Linked DNA regions of Sus scrofa: region 2 is linked to region 1. A link is a contact called in public Hi-C data. All regions are on one chromosome and are shown on one strand. Each heading gives the region's core, a stretch centred on a gene start, on an enhancer-like site or on the middle of the called end of the contact. The rest is flanking DNA. Distances are from core to core; before and after follow the strand shown. Region 1 has its middle 13 kb from the start of IGHMBP2. Region 2 holds the start of CPT1A (carnitine palmitoyltransferase 1A (liver)).

The links. Hi-C and Micro-C count contacts between places; a contact is called where the count stands out from the background.
Region 2: a contact with region 1 is called in a Hi-C map of liver, with 6 times the contacts expected there. The contact joins the promoter of CPT1A here to the enhancer-like site in region 1. A contact is called at or near these places in 1 of 5 promoter capture datasets (liver), 9 of 47 Hi-C or Micro-C datasets (alveolar macrophages, embryonic fibroblasts, epiblast stem cells and 4 more) and 1 of 2 datasets of contacts at active chromatin or transcription factors (skeletal muscle).

The regions. Positions count from the first base shown.
Region 1 is chr2:4,205,223-4,210,622 of Sscrofa11.1, forward strand. No RefSeq gene overlaps it. Among named protein-coding and RNA genes, the nearest start is that of IGHMBP2, 13 kb to the left of the region's middle. Within about 2 kb of position 3,234, at least 30 of the 83 cell types and tissues checked have an H3K27ac peak or open chromatin away from gene starts, as enhancers often do. A contact at or near this core is called in epiblast stem cells, liver, retroperitoneal adipose tissue and 1 more, where this site is marked.
Region 2 is chr2:4,249,146-4,254,215 of Sscrofa11.1, forward strand. It overlaps CPT1A (carnitine palmitoyltransferase 1A (liver)), which reads left to right and starts at 1,497. Exons shown (of 20, transcript NM_001129805.1): 1 at 1,497-1,651; 2 at 2,736-2,875. The coding sequence starts at 1,511.

The DNA.
Region 1 (5,400 bases), core at 1,984-4,483:
TCTAGAGGAAGCATGGTGGGCACTGTGTCCCGTTCCCTCGGGAAGCTCCTCGGAGCTCACCTCACTGTGACGCTCCATGGGTCGGGGGCCAGGGGGCCAGCATCTGTGGAAGGTGCCTAAAGAGCGGAGATGGGGCAGGAAGCGTGTGAGACCAGGATGGGCCGGGAGGCGGGCGGGACGTCACAGGGGCTGGTGCCTCCCGGGAGGGTCGCTGGAGGCAGAGCCATCTCGGAGAGAGGGGCGGGGACAGGGTCTCGCCGTGACCCACTGACAGCATCTGGGTTCACGCCGGGCCGTGTGCTCTTGCAGTCACCGTGAACCCACAGACCGTCCTCAGGATAAACTCCATCGAGATCGCTCCGTGTTTGTGCTGATCATCCAGCTGATGTTTACGGAGAAGTGAAAATAAACTCGTTTTCCAGGAGACCCGGTTTCTGTGTTCCAATATAGACACTCTGATATAAAAAGCTCGGTCCCATCGTGGACTGCTGCAAATCGGGCGCCGTGACTGAGCTTATTCTCGGGGAGCAGGAGGAATTCAGGAAGAATCACAGGCACGGCCTCCCAGGGCTGGAGCCCCGCGCTTGTGTAAGAGGCCACTGCTTCTGGCCGCCCTCTCCCCCAGCGCCGCGGGCTACAGACCCGAGCCGTCGACGCCAAGAGAGACAACCTGAATTCCATCGCTTGGGCAACCCAGTCACCTGCTTCTAGCCGTTAGCTTTTCTAAGCAGCCGGGTTTCAGATCGTGGGTCTGGGCGCAGAGTCCCTGCTCGTGTCCTTTTGCCCCTTGTCGCAGCGCGTGTGGGCGACGCTGTGACTGTGGGCAGCACAGCAGCTCTGGGAACTGCATGCGAAGGGTCAGAGCAGAGGGACCGGAGGAGTTTCCGTCTTGATCTTGAAGCCGGCGGCCTGTCCCGGAGGGTTGGGGGCCGCCCAGGTCTGTTTGGGGTGCATCAGGCGGGCAGCTAGCCTGTGTCAGAAGGGAGGGGTCGTGACACAGTGGCAGGGGTGGAGGGCAGATGGACGGGCTTGGGGTTGGGGGGCGCTCTCAGGGGCCCCAGGCCTCTGGTTCTGTGTCAGTCACAGAGGCCAGGCTTCCTGCAAGAGAATTGCTTTCAAGTAACAATAAAACCTTTTATCAAACCGTAGTTGCCACTTTCTTCTGCAAGATTCCTTCCAGAGTCCCCAGAGGAAGGGGGTCGTCCTTGTGCCCCAAGGCCTCCCCAGTCTCCCCCTCCCCCCTCAGGTACCTGGTCCACTTGGGGGATGCCCGCCCCGCTCCCTCCCCTGCAGTGCCCTCTGTGTCCAGCAGGGGGCAGCAGTCCCGCTGGATGAGGTGATCCTGGATTGGGCCTGTTAGTGCTGCAGGGACTTGGGGACCGGGATCCCTAGCGGAGTGCTCTCCTCGCAGGCCTGGCTCTCCAGGTTCTCTCCGCCAACTCAGCACCCCTCCTGTGGTCCTTCCACATGCAGGTTATAAAGGTCAAGACAGGAGGCCTTAGCGTCGTGGCACAGTGGAAATGAATCTCACTAGGAACCATGAGGCTGCCGGTTCGATCCCTGGCCTCAGCGGGTTAAGGATCTGGCGTTGCTGTGAGCAGCAGCGTTGCTGCAAGCTGTGGTGTAGGTTGCAGACACCGCTTGGATCTGATGTGGCTGTGGCGTAGGCTGGCAGCTGCAGCTCCAATTCGACCCCTAGCCTGGGACCCTCCATATGCTGCGGGTGTGGCCTAAAAAGCAAAAAACAAACGAACAAAAAAAAAACATTCGGAAGTGATCATGAGGGCAGTGGGTTAAGTATCCAGCCTTGTTGCAGCTGTGGTGTAGGTGACGTCGCAACCCTGGAGCAGGTTTGATCCCTGGCCTAGAAACCTCCAGAGACCACAGGTGCAGCCAAAAAAAAAATTAGCCAAAAGCAGAAATAATTTGTCCGTGCAGAGATGGGTCAGAAGTACATAGTGTGATAGTTACACAACAAGATGCCTGTCATTAATGCCACCGAATTGTCCGTTAAAAGTGGTCAAGTTGGTAAATGGATGTTATATTTTTACTGCAATTTTTTTTAAACAGTGAAAAAAACCATCAGGTTAATGTCACATCACTTGACTGGGGAAAAAAAAAAGTGAGCAAAACTTGGATCCCCGTGGTTGTCTCTGATGACTCTTCTCCCTCCCAGCTGTTCTCGGCGGGTGGCTGGACACTTTGGGTCACCTCGGGTTGGCGGGAGGCTCCGGCCTCAGCCCAGTGCCGGCTGGGATCACCCAGGCGGGCTTTCTCTGTTCCCTTTTTCACCGGAAGGCTGTGCTGCTCTGCCATCCGTGTGGGCTTCACCCTGGCCTCCAGGCACCTGCTCGCCTCACCCCACCCTCGCCCTGTTACTAACCCAGCCACCCATCCCCCCCCCGCCCCCGTGACCACAGCCACCCACCTGCCGGCACCACCTTGGCCTCACCCAGCCCGAGCTCTGCCCTCCACCCAGCCAGTTTGCTCTGCTGGACCGCCGGGCTCACCCTCTCAGGGTGTGGCCCGAGGCCCAAGGCTGCTGTTCCCTTTAACCTCCCAGTGGGTCCCAGCTCCGACAGAGAGAGAGTAGGGGTGACACACATAAGGCACGAGTGCGAGGGGAAGATGGGACACAGGACGGCCCAGGAGCAGGCTCGAGGGCTTTGGTCAGACGTGGCCTCCATCACTAGCCAGGTACCTGGCTGCCAATGGGACGTGTCACTAGCTCAGAAGGGGCTGCGGGGCCGTCCGTCTCAGAGGGTCCCTCCCCAGGTCACTATCTTCTTCCAGGTGTCAGCCCATCTCTTTCTCTGTCCCCGGATTCTCCCCGCCTCCCTCCCCCACTAGCCCCCAGCTCCAGGCAGGGACCTATCTGCTTTATTCACTAATGTCCACGGGGCGTCCACTACCCCACCTGGCCCTCGGCAGGGATGCAGGTGTCAGAACCCCGGCCCCACGATGCTGCTGACCGGGCGCGGGGCCCCGCTGCGGGCTGAAGTGGCTCCTCTGTGTGTGGGTCTGGGGCCCCGCCGGAGGCGGCAGGCATGTGGGGAAGAGAGGAGTCCCTGCTCCAGGCGGGACGAGGAAGACAGAGTTAGAGAATTCTAGAAGCCTCCAACATGTAAATCATAATGCGGTGGGGAGGCGGCGGGGGGGAGGGGAAGCTGCTCAGGTTCCTGCTGTCCCAGCGGTGGCTTCCTCCCAGCATCGCCACACCCCCCGGGGCTCAGACTCCTGGGGCCACTTCCGACGATGAGTCAGGGCGCCAACCTGCAGGGACAGGCCCTGGGAGATAGGAGCCACACCTGGCGGCCCGGTGCCCTTTCACCCACTGCCAGCAGCGCCGCAGAGGCGGGCGGGGCGCAGAGGCCAGGCCACCAGAGCTCCCCCGGGACGCCGGCTGCTTTTCTGCTCCCTTTCCTCCAGGAACACAGCGTTCCCTGCCCCGCCCCGCCCCAGCACAGAACTCCGGCTGCGGAACAGAATTGCCAGACGGGGTCCCGCCCTCCCCCAGTCCAGGGCTGGCTGTCCTGGAATGGTCTCAAGGGCCGAAGATCACTTCCTAGGGTGGCGCAGCAAGTAATGAACCTGACGAGTCTCCATGAGGGTTCAGGTTTGCTCCCTGGACATTGAAGATGAGACTCTGATCCCACGTGGCTGTGGCTCTGATTTGACCCCTAGCCTGGGAACTTCCATATGCTGCAGATGCGGCCCTAAAATGACCAAAAAAAAAAAAATCCCACCCACCCACCCCCGCACCCGCCAGTCGCCAGGCTAGCTCAGTTGCAGAGCATGAGACTCTTAAAGTAACCCCCACTAAATAAATAAATAAAACAAAGAGTTCCCTGGTGGCCTAGTGGTTAAGGACCTGGTGCTTTTACTGCTGGGATGTGGGTTCGGTCCCTGATGTGGTAACTTCCGCATGCCGCGGGCAGGACCAAAAAAATAAAGAAAATAAAATAATAGAATTGCTTTGTGTGAGGGCTGTCTGGAGCCAGCAGGCCAAAGAGGAAACCATGCAAGGGGTACGAACGATGCAGCCCCAAGGGCAGAGATGCGCCTGGCCTGGGAGGCCCAGGCAGGCCAGGCTTTGATGACAGTGATGTTTGCCGGTGCTCTGGCCTCGGGGCGCTGAAGACTAAACTGCAGAGGAGTGATAGCAAGTCTCAGCGCTGGCTGCACTTCAGAATCATCTGGTATCTTCGTGGGACAGACTCTGCAATGCAACCAGAACAGATAAACCCTTTCTCTGCAGGGGCTTCACACAGGAAGGTTTTATTTCTCACTCACGGAAAACCCGGAAGGGTTGGGCGACGTCTCTAAGGAGCCTAGAGCAAACAGGGTGCTGGAAGGTACAGTTTTCCGGGGTGCTCAGGCAGAGAAGCCAGTGTACACACAGGAGCTTTTAAAATCATTGGAGTTCCACTGTGGCGCAGTGGGTTAAGGATCTGGTGTTGCCACAACTGTGGCATAGGTCACAGCTGCAGTACAGGTTCGATCCCTGGCCTGGGAACTTCCACATGCTGCAGGTATAGCCCCCCCCAAAAAAAAACCACCACTGCCAAACCCCAGCCCCCCCCCCCGCCCCGTTCTGATCTAACAGATTAAGGGTCCAGCATTACCACAAGCTGCAGCTTGGATCTAGTGTTACCGTGGCTGTGGTGTAGGCCAGCAATTGCAGCTCCAATTCAACCCCTAGCCCGGAATGTCTGTATGCCACAGGTGCAGCTGTAAAGAGAAAAAGGAGGGAGTTCCCGTTGTGGTGCAGCAGAAATGAACCCAACTAGAATCCATGAGGACGCAGGTTCAATCCCTGGCCTCGATCAGTGGGTTAAGGATCTAGCATTGCCATGAGCTGTGGTGTAGGTTGCAGATGCGGCTATGACCCCACTTTGCTGTGGCTGTGGTGTAGGCTGGCAGCTGTAGCTCCAATTCAGCCCCTGGCCTCAGAACCTCCATATGCCAAAGGTGTGGCCCTAAAAAGCAAAAAAAAGAATAAAAAAGAAAGAAGGAAGGAAAGAAAGAAAGAGGGAAAGAAAGAAAGGAAAGAAACAGAAAACTGAGAGGGAGCTCCCTGGTGGCACAGAAGTTTAAGGCGTTGCCACTGCTATGGCTCAGGTTTGATCCCTGGTCTAGGAACTTCCACAACACAAAACCACCTGTTCTTCCTGCCCCTCCCCCTCCCCACTATCACGTTTAATGTTACCTATGAATGGCACGAATGAGAAGTGGCCGTGCGCACATGCCAGGGCTGCCCAGCGTTTCTTCACGGGGTCCTTTCAGCTGCCCAGGTCAACCGAGCTGCCTCAGAGGCCCAGCTCCGATGGGCAAACCATTTCATCTTTACGAGCCGCAGGCTCCTCCGCCAAATGGGAACAGGGCAGCCCTTGCTTGGTG
Region 2 (5,070 bases), core at 247-2,746, 42 kb after region 1:
CCTGAGCCCATGCACCCTCCCTCCCCGACCCTGAGCCCAGGCACCCTCCCTCTCCCACCCTGAGCCCATGCACCCTCCCTCCCCCACCCTGAGCCCAGGCACCCTCCCTCCCCGACCCTGAGCCCAGGCACCCTCCCTCCCCGACCCTGAGCCCAGCCGCCCTGCCTTCCACCTTAGCTGCCACCCTGACCGCACTCCAGTCCTTTCACAGCTCTGCCTCCGGGCCTGAACGTTGTTCCCTCTGGCTTCTCCTTCTGGACATCTCCTGGTTGATCCTGTCACCTGGGAGGTCCCCTCTGTCACCCCCTCTTCTTTCGCCCTGCCCCGCCCCCCAGCTGTGGGAGGGCAGTGCCAGTGTCCCCTGTCCGTGCCCCTGTCCTGTACCTCCAGGGCGGTCGACACATTCTCGTCGAACAGGCGAATGATTGAAAGTTGGAATTGTTTGTCCTGAGTAGTGGTGAAAACTAAGTTTGACGTTTGTGCCCGGGTGGCTCTGAAACCCCTTCTCCTTGATTTGGATGGTCCGGCACCTGCGCACGGGGGGCTTCTTAAGTCGGGAGAAAAGGAGAACTAGAGGGTGAGGCAGATACACACTTACAATTTTGGGTGTTTTTTTGTGGTTCCCCATTATGGCTTTTTTAGCTCCTTTTTTATCCACACGTGCTCGGCACAGAGTTCAGGAGCTGGTGGTGGCGAGGGCCAGTTGGGAAGGACCGAGGGAACAGGTGCGTCAGGATCCTGCCAGGTGGGAAGATGGACTCAGAAGATGCCCAATGGGGAAATGAAAGGAGCTTTAACAGAGGGGCCAGGCCTGCCCCTAGGGAGGTGGTCCTTGGCCCCTCGGGCTGTTGACATCATTTTGATTCCAGCAGTCTCAGGGGAGGAAGGCGGGGCCTGTCCTGTCCCCTCCCTCCCCCCAAGGGTTCTGGGCATCTGGTTTTCCTGTGCAGCCTAAAGCAGTTTCTCTGAGCAGCAACCACACGCGTGAGGCCAAGGCATTCTGTGTCCGTCTGTGTTTGCACCTGGAGATAAGGGATCAGGTCCCCTGGGGACTGTTTGTGGACTTTCTGTGCCAGCCTCCAGGCTGGCTGGCCAGCAGGAATGGGATTATTTGCAGTACAAGTTGCTAAACAGCCACCAGCTTCGGTGTGGCAGCTGGGTGTGGCCCGGGCAGCTGCCCCCAGGAGGCAGGGGGGCAGAGATCAGTGGGAAGGCTAGGGCTGGGGTGGGAGTGGGGAGTGAGGCAGGGGGTGGGGGGGTGGGGGGGATGTTCCACTTCCGGACCCCGCTGTCCCCCAGGGCCTCCAAGCAGAGGCGGCGATTGTCTGTGTCCCTCTGGACAGGCGGAGGAGGGGCCATCACAGAATTGGACGGATGATGAAAAATCAATCTATCAAATGGGAGGAAGCGCTTAAATTCAGAACGGCTTTCGTGTCTATACAAGTAAGGGCTTTTCTAAGCCCCAGTAAATAGTCATTTCTCCCCTCGTCTCTCCAGGCTACTGCTCACCATGGCAGAGGCTCACCAAGCCGTGGCCTTTCAGTTCACGGTCACTCCGGATGGGATCGACCTTCGAATGAGCCATGAGGCCCTCAGGCAGATCTATCTGTCTGGACTTCATTCCTGGAAGAAGAAGTTCATCAGATTCAAGGTGAGGTTGCGGGTTCGATCCCTGGCTTTGCTCAGTGGGTTAAGGATCTGGCGTTGCCGTGAGCTGTGGTGCAGGCCGGCAGCTGTAGCTCCGATTCAACCCTAGTCTGGGAACCTCCATATGGCATGGGTGCAGCCCTAAAAAGGCAAGAGAAGAAAAAGAAGAAAAAGAATTGTTTAAGGAGTTCTTTGGTGGCCTGAGTTGATTAAGCATCTGACTTAGGGTCACAAGTCTCTCCAGAGAGAATTCGATAACGCTTTGAGAGGTTTTTAATCCATTGTTTCAGTCAAATCAATCTCTTACTAAGATGGCTTCAGTAAGGGTTTTTGCTTTTTTTTTCCTTTTTCAGCTGCACCCTCGGCATAAGGAAGTTTCTGGGCCAGGGACTGAATTCGAGCCAGAGCTGTGACCTCTGCCACACCGGTGGCAACACCGGATCCTTAACTTGCTATGCCACAGAAGGAACGCCAAGAACTTTATTTTTTAAATTTGTTTTGGAAGCAGCGACTCTCAGCATTTTGCCCATTTTGTGTCATACCCCACTCCCCCACCCCCGACTCCAGGCGGGGCTTTGGCTGCAGCTTCTTCGGGTGAATTCCCCACGTGGGGGGCGATCTCCCTTAAATGCCTCAGGGTTAGGTGGTGTCTGGTTCAGGAGTCTAAGGGGGCTTGGCTCTGGGCAGGGGGAGGTCTTGGGGCACCCTGGGCGTAGCAGGTTGCGGGAGGGACCTGAGGGTTGTCTGGGTGGCCAGTGTCCTGAGTCAGCCTGGATGGAGCCCCAGGACTTGTGTGTTACATTGTGTGTTAAACCAACCTGGGGCGGTCGCTCTCCGGGGAGGTGGTAGCGGTCCTGGGGTGGTCGCTCTCCGGGGAGGCGGCTCTAAGGAGGGTTTAGATGCACACGAAGCAGAGGAAGGAAAGGAGCCGAAGGTGGAAGGCCTGGGGGCTGGAGGCTCGGGGGAGGGTTTCCAGCAGCGACCGCGTGGTCATTGCCCACCTGCGTAAACCAGCCCCCCGCCCCCGACAGCTCCCGGCCCCCACCCCCGGGAGGGCTGTCGCTCACGCGCCCCGTGTCTGTCGGTAGAATGGCATCATCACCGGCGTGTTCCCGGCCAGTCCTTCCAGTTGGCTCATCGTGGTCGTGGGCGTCATGTCGACAATGTACGCCAAGATCGACCCCTCGCTGGGGGTAATCGCCAAGATCAACCGGACCCTCGACGCCACGTAAGGAATCCTTTCAGATCTCGGGGGCGGGGGGGGGGCTGCCGAGGTACTGCTGTTTTTTGGGGTCTTTTCAAACGTAACTGTTGCTGTTCTGCATTCCATGTGAGGCTTTTCCTGCTGTTTTTCTTGTCCGTTTTCTCCCCGTGTCCTGGGGAGTTTGTGGTCCCTGGCGGCCCTCTCTCTGATGACTAAGGGGTAAGAAGAGCAGCTGTCGGAGTTCCCGTCGTGGCACAGTGGTTAACTAGTCCGACTAGGAACCATGAGGTTGCGGGTTCGGTCCCTGCCTTGCTCAGTGGGTTAAGGATCCGGCGTTGCCGTGAGCTGTGGTGTAGGTTGCAGATGCGGCTCGGATCCTGCGTTGCTGTGGCTCTGGCGTAGGCTGGTGGCTACAGCTCCGATTCAACCCCTAGCCTGGGAACCTCCATATGCCGCGGCAGCGGCCCAAGAAATAGCAACAACAACAGACAAAAAGACAAAAGACAAAAAAAAAAAAAAAAGAAGAGCAGCTGTGGTTTGGGGTACCCACCATGACATGTCTGGCCCCGAGGTGGAGGCCCGTAGTGACAGGCCACAGAGCCTGTCTGCTGGACCTTCAAAACGGGAATTTCTGGAGTTCCCTGGTGGCCTAGCGGTGAAGGACTCGGCATTGTCGCTCCTCTGGCTTGGGTCAGTGTTATGGCTCAGGTTTGATCCCTGGCCTGGGAACCTCTACGTGCCACGGGAGCAGCCCCCAAAACCAAAAACCCAAAAGAGCCAAAACTCACAGCTCAGGGCTGAATTTCTGATCATGCCAAAGAAACGATTAAGTGGTTTTAACTGAAAGGTCTGAATCTTCTTCTCTGTTTTTATTTTGTTTTTGTTTTTGTTTTGCTTTTTAGGGTCACACCCACAGCATATGGAAGTTACAAGGCTAGGGGTCGAATTGGAGCTGCAGCCGCTGGCCTCCGCCACAGCCGCAGCAACGCCAGATCTGAGCATGTCTGTGACCTATGCCACAGCTCACGGCAACACCTGATCCCTGACCCACTGAGTGAGGCCAGGGATCGAACCTGCGTCCTCACAGATACTAGTCAGATTGTCTCCGCTGTGCCACAACGGGAGCTCCTGTTTTTGTTTTCTTCTTTTGGCTGCCCCATGGCATATGGAGTTAGCGGGCCAGGCATCAGACCTGAGCCACAGTTGCAACTGTGCTGCAGCTGTAATGCTGGATATTTTAACCCACTGTGCTGGGCTGGGGATTGAACCCGTACCTCTGCAGGGACCCTGAGCCACTGCAGTCAGATTCTCCACCCACTGCACCTTGGCGGGTACTCTTTCTTCCGTTGTTTTGAGTGGGGGCCCCTTCGTCCTGAAGGCTGCTCCTTATTCACAAAGCCCTGTGATGCCCAGAGTCACTGAGTCCAGCTGAGTCGCTTGCAGCCTCAAGCTGCCTGGGGATGCTGGCTCATGCCTTTATAAGCGTCTGCAAGGCCCAGGATACAAGTGCCTGTACTGGACGCATGCATGGATTGGATGCCTGCCAGGCTCCAAGTCTGCCTTGGGGCTGGGGGAGCCGGGCAGGGACCCTGTTGCTCTTCTCCCTTTGTTTCCAGGAGCTGCAGGTCTGCCCCTCAGCAGGCAGGTCACCGCTGCATTCCTGCTTTCAGACTTTCACCTTACTCTCAAGTGTGGGCTGTCTTCCTAAGGCTGGATTATATTTAGAAACATTGGCTATTTAAAGCTCTTTATAATCTGGTCTTTATAAGATCTGTGTCTTGAGCCCTCTAAACCGATGGATGTAAACTGGGCCATCCCTGGCTCAAATTTAGAAAGAGCAGGTTAAGGGCCAGCATCTACCAGGTTCAAGGGCCAGTCTGGAAATTCTTCCTGGGGCGGAGCCCTGAGGTCCTGAGGTTTCAGCTTCCCTAGTGGGGGGTGACTCGTACTGTTAGCTCATCCCCTGCAGCCTCTGAGGGCGCAGGCTCTTCAACAGAGAGCTTCTTTGCTAATGCTTGCTGTCGAAATGTCTAGAGAGAAATATGTGTAAAAAAAGGCGGAGCCTGTCATTTGTTTGTTAATGGTGAAACACCATTTGATTTTTGTGAATCAGGTAAGTAGGTGTGTCTTTCCCAAATTCAATGATACTGTATTTAGGAACCTGAAACAGAGATTATCTGGAAGATTGGCTCTTAAATCCCTAAATCCAAGGTTGCTTA